Linked DNA regions of Ovis aries: region 1 is linked to region 2. The links are chromatin contacts, called in public Hi-C maps. All regions are on one chromosome and are shown on one strand. The core of a region is the stretch at or near the end of the contact, and the rest is flanking DNA. Distances in the headings are between cores, read along the strand shown.

Region 1 (2,779 bases), core at 260-2,759, 790 kb after region 2:
GCCCTTCTCCAGGGTATCTCCCAACTCAGGGACCAAAACCACATCTCTTAAGTCTCCTGCATTGGCAGGCGGGTTCTTTACCACAAGTGCCCAGGTCACGAGGCTTAGAGAGAATTTAAATGCCTAGCACAGTGCCTGACAGAAAGGAAGGTAAAAATCATAGCTGGGATCACTACTGAAGGGCCTTCATTTAACAGACGAGAAGCATGGCTCAGAGAGGACAAGTAACCTGTCCAAGATTACACAGATGATAAAGGAGCAAAAAGTAGGGTAGATGGCTCCTGACCCCTAATCCAGCACCTCTCCTAATCATGTATATATATCTTGTGCATGCTGGCCCCGCTCCGCCTGTAATCAAATCCAGGCACCGCGGACTGTGGTGAGCACCACTACAGCTTCACCTTTGAAAGTCTGGCGCATGCCAACATGAGAGGGCAGGTGTGGTGTTTCCTCAGCCTGCAATCCATCATCTCTGGCACCAGCTTGGACCTGAGTGCTGAGTCCCTGGCCTCCTCCCTGATGATGCTCCGCAGAGTTAAACCCCACACCGTTTTGGGAACCTTTGAAATGTTCCCAGACGTACTTGGCAGAGAACGAGGAGATATGGAAAAGCAGGGAATCCAATCAACTTTGGAACGCTGTGTATTTTCATGCCTAGAAACCCATCCAACTTTGATTTGGAATTTTAGAAGTGGTTTGGAAGATGGAGAAGGCTCTCTAGAAGACACCCTTTAAAGACTTTCCCCAAGCCAAACAGGAAGAAAACCATGAGGGCAAACTTTTTTTTTTTCTTTTTAATGAAGGGGCCCACTTAATTCCCTTGCCTCGAGGTTAAAGCTCAAACTTAAAAAACAAATGTCAGCCCCGTCGGTTTAAACAAGTTTTTTATTTGGACATTCTGGTTTGTGGGGCAAGTAGAGAAAAGTTGCTGTGTTCTGGGTTTTGTTTTTTTTTTTTTTTTTTTTTCAGTTTTTCTATAGAAATAATGAGGAAAGGGAAAGACCCAAGCCCCTTGAGTGTTTCTCAGAAGGAGGAAGGTGTGTCTTGCTAGTGTCTGGGGTGTTTCAGCGTTGCTGGCAGTTTTAACCTTCATTTTCTTTTTTGTCCCCACGACGACGACGTAGTGTGGGCGGCGACCAGAACCTCAGCAGCGTCATCACCCTGCCCAGTGAGTACGCGCTCCCCCGGGGTTCGGGGCGGGCCCGCCGCAGCCCTGCGCGTTTCGGCAGCTCCCCCTGGCGGTGACCATGGGCTTAGCAGGGAACCGGGCTGCAGAAGACAGCCGTGTTCGGCAGGGGGCGCTGCTTCCCCAAGACGGTCTCCTCGCTCTGCTTCTTGAGAGTAATTAAAGCCTTGCAGATTTTTTCTTTTTTTAAAAAAAGAGAAATTGTATTTGTCTGAGGAAGGAAGAGAGTAAGAGAGAAAGAATGCTCCATCCAGCTCTTAGTGCAAGTTATTATTAAGCAGTGATTGAAGAAGGAAGGAAAGGAAACCCCTCTCTGCTTTGCCTGTCATTCTGACCAGAGTACATTTCTGGGAGGCGTTGGCTTAGGCTTGGACTGCGTTAGGCACCACTGCATACAAAGACGTTGAATTCCTGTGTGTCCGGTTTAGGGAAAGCTGCGATGGCAGCAGCAGAGGTGAAGTTACCTTGTTCAGGCCATGCAAACACAGCAATATTTGGGGCGCAGCATTTTCCTTAAATTGCTTCATCAACAACCTGTTTGGAACGATTTGTTTAAGCCTGACTACATTCTTTCAGTGGTGTTATCTTATTCATCTTTTCATTCTCCTTAGTGCATACACAGTGCTTGTTCTCAAAGCACTCATAAAATATGTGTTATTTTCCCTCAAAATCTTCTGGCTAACAATTTTGCCAGAGCGGAATTTAATCGGTCCCGTTCTCGTTTGCTTTTCTTGTAATTATCCCTTGGTAATATATCTTTAGCAGTTAAGAAATTAACTTTAGCAGTTTCAGCTCTAAAGTCAGACTTTGATGATAAAGATGGCTTGATTGCTACACAAGCAGAACTGGTTGGACTTCATGGGCTATCTGTTCTTGCTATTCGCAAATCCTGTTGAGTGTAAGTAGGTACGGTTCTGTGGCACAAGTACCCCTTGTCTTCTTTATTTTTAGGTCCACACAAAAGAGCTATGAATAAACTCCACTATTGCGAGGAGATGGTTGGCGTTGCTTTTGTGAATGTAATTGACTGGGCTGTGAGCTGGGCTAGTGTACACCACGCTTTGCTGGGCTCTCTGATTGCCATGCAGTTGTGGTCAATAACATGACTGGAAAGCATCCGATTCAAGGTCGTCCACTAAAATGATTCGTGGAAAAATTGAGAAAAAGTCACGCCTTAGGTGGATGCCCCTGACAAGCTTAGCTCAGCAGTGGAACATGGCCTATTCAGACTTCCTTACTAAAGCTGTGAAGACAGATTGATGGTAGGGACCAGATAATCTATGTGGAAATAATCGTATAGCCATGTGTTGGAAAACTTATGAAAACATAGGGTCAGAGCGGAAGCTCAATTCAACTCCCTCTTCAGTTTAATCCAGCAAATACTCCTGTGCTGGATGCTTGCGAAACAGGACAATTAGACAAGGCCCCTGCCCTGATGACATTACTAATGTCTGTTTAGGGCCATGTCTCCCTAAAGACAGACACGCATACCAATCATTATTGCCACGTACCAAGTTTAGGGGAAAGTAAATAAGAAAGTTGTTAACCTTGCCTTTTGAAAGCGGGGCTTTAAGCACTGGAATTCATCAGATA
Region 2 (2,700 bases), core at 145-2,644:
AATGAAGATCATGGCATCCGGTCCCATCACTTCATGGGAAATAGATGGGAAACAGTGAAAACAGTGTCAGACTTTATTTTTGAGGACTCCGAAATCACTGCAGATGGTGACTGCAGCCATGAAATTAAAAGATGCTTACTCCTTGGAAGGAAAGTTATGACGAACCTAGACAACATATTCAAAAGCAGAGACATTACTTTGCCGACTAAGTTCCATCTAGTCAATGCTATGGTTTTTCCAGTAGTCATGTATGGATGTGAGAGTTGGACTGTGAAGAAGGCTGAGTGCTGAAGAATTGATGCGTTTGAACTGTGGTGTTGGAGAAGACTCTTGAGAGTCCGTTGGACTGCAAGGAGATCCAAGCAGTCCATTCTGAAGGAGATCAACCCTGGGATTTCTTTGGAAGGAATGATGCTAAAGCTGAAACTCCGGTACTTTGGCCACCTCATGCAAAGAGTTGACTCATTGGAAAAGACTCTGATGCTGGGAGGGATTGGGGGCAGGAGGAGAAGGGGACGACAGGATGAGACGGCTGGATGGCATCACTGACTCGATGGACGTGAGTCTGAGTGAACTCCGGGAGTTGGTGATGGACAGGGAGGCCTGGTGTGCTGCGATTCATGGGGTCGCAAAGAGTCGGACATGACTGAGCAACTGAACTGAACTGAACTGAACTGAAGCACCTGGGCATGCAGCATGCAATGTCCTCCTGGCTTGTGTCTACTGGGTAAAGTCCTACTCATTTTTCAAAAGTTCAGCCTGAGTCTCACTATCTTCAGGAAACCTTGATCATCCTGATTGTCACTAAACCCCCCTCTCCCCAGCAGCCCTACACACTGTATTTCTGCTTCTGTGATGGGTCTTGCTTGGATGGCCTGACAGCTGTTAATTATGTGTGTGCTTGGGCCATTTACGTTTGTAAGCATTATGAGTTGAGGGCAGGAACTATCTTATTTTGTACTCCACCTGCACCTCATGGAACCTACCAGTTCACAAAATAGGTGCTCAGCTAACTTGCTTCACATGACTGAGGGTTGGAGGGCAAGTTCACGGCCTGGCCCTTCTTAGCATTGGGTTTTCCAGGCAGAAATGGGGCCTTAGAGCTCTTTGTTTCTAGAATTTTTCCAGACAAGCTGGATAATCTCAGCACCTACCATTTTAGCAGTGTTAACTCAGGCAGAGGCCTGGATTCGTGTCCTACTTGGGGCAAAATCAGGCAGAGCTACCCCTTCCCATCAAGGAGCTCTGGGTTACAGCAGCTGGCTTTAATTTGGGTTTTAAGTCCTCCGCTGGCCCTGGAAAATCTTGATCTGGAGGGTTGGCTCTGGTTTCCTCAGGCTGTCACGCACAGCCCTCCAAAAGTCAATGCAACTATGTCAGGGAGTGACCACAAGAGGGCAGTAAAGCTCCATCGCTATATAGGAGTTGACTGCCAGAAGCAAACGTTTCAAAGCAGAAGATCCTCAACTCCTCCACAATCAGGATTCTGAAAGACTTCAGGGCACCAAGCTGGTTCAGGGCACCAGAGCCTTCCCAGGCCTAAGACCCAGTAGCAGCAAATTAGGGACACTGACAAGCTCCCCAAATCTCTTCCCAGCCTGTTATTTCTGGTGCTTTGTTTAACCTGGAGAAAGTCATTCTCCAGTCTTAATGCAAATATTCTATGGAGGAGTTTGCTGCTGCTGCTATCTGTCTTAAAGGTAAAAAGAGGAGCTATTATCACCTTTTGTCTAAGGAAACTGAGGCTCAGAAAATGAAGCAACTCGCTCAAAGGCATGCCAAGTTCATGGTGGAACCATAATTCCAGATTCTTTGCTTATTCCTTTTAGTTTTCAGTTGTTTATGTTTGTAAGGTTTGTGAGTTTCTCGAGCAAAGACTCCAGCTCATTTGTCTTTTTGTCTCTGTGTGCTGCTCCCTTAACCTTTAGGACTGTGAATGGGTGTGCTGTATAAGACTCTGTCCCTTAGGAGTTGGATTCTATGACGTCTCTTATCCCCTCTGTTTTAGTAATTCTGTGATTTGGAGGCACAGCCCTAACAACGACAGTGGTGGCCCTGAGTGATCCTACTGGCTGAACATTTCAACAAAGGCAGCCACTTGGCTGCCAGCCTGTGACAATCCATCATTAGTAATGCAGGGAGGGCGGAGGACAGTTGGACAGTTTCTCAAAGTGTGCACCAGCATCGCTGGCATTATGAAAGTTGACTTTGGGGGAGGAGAACGAACATGTTTAATTTTAGCAGTTGTGAATATAAATACATGCATTATTTATACATACATACACGTATGTAATGTTGCATAGAATGAGGTCAACTTTTAAGGTGAGTTTATTTAAAGAAGAACATTAAGTAACAATATGGTGGAATGAAACAGGTATACCAAGGAGTGAAATTCAAGGAACTATGGTGGGACTTCCCTGGTGGTCCAGTAGCTAAGACTGCGCTCCCAGGGCAGGGGGTCCAGGTTTGATCCCCGGTCAGGGAACTAGATCCCAGACTACAACTAAGATCCCACATGCCTCAGCTAAAAGATTCTGCCTGCTGCAATGAAGACTGAAGATCCCACATGCAGCAACTAAGACCTGGCGCAGCCAAATAAATACATTTTTTAAAAAAGAACTGTGATGAGGTGGGAAGATGCTGTAGTCACAAAACTATCTCATATTTGGCTCTGTGACCCTTAAGCCATGAAGCCCTAAG

Evidence for each region. Hi-C and Micro-C count contacts between places; a contact is called where the count stands out from the background.
Region 1: a Hi-C map of liver shows a contact between it and region 2, with 3 times the contacts expected there. The contact joins two enhancer-like sites. A contact is called at or near these places in 4 of 16 Hi-C or Micro-C datasets (hypothalamus, liver and tail adipose tissue).

What each region holds. Positions count from the first base shown.
Region 1 is chr3:35,509,797-35,512,575 of ARS-UI_Ramb_v3.0, forward strand. It overlaps PLB1 (phospholipase B1), which reads left to right. Exons shown (of 59, transcript XM_042245932.2): 21 at 1,125-1,168. Among named protein-coding and RNA genes, the nearest start is that of PLB1, 72 kb to the left of the region's middle. Within about 2 kb of position 1,510, at least 16 of the 54 cell types and tissues checked have an H3K27ac peak or open chromatin away from gene starts, as enhancers often do. A contact at or near this core is called in liver, where this site is marked.
Region 2 is chr3:34,715,092-34,717,791 of ARS-UI_Ramb_v3.0, forward strand. All of the region lies in intron 13 of SLC4A1AP (solute carrier family 4 member 1 adaptor protein), which reads left to right. Among named protein-coding and RNA genes, the nearest start is that of SLC4A1AP, 29 kb to the left of the region's middle. Within about 2 kb of position 1,395, at least 13 of the 54 cell types and tissues checked have an H3K27ac peak or open chromatin away from gene starts, as enhancers often do. A contact at or near this core is called in liver, where this site is marked.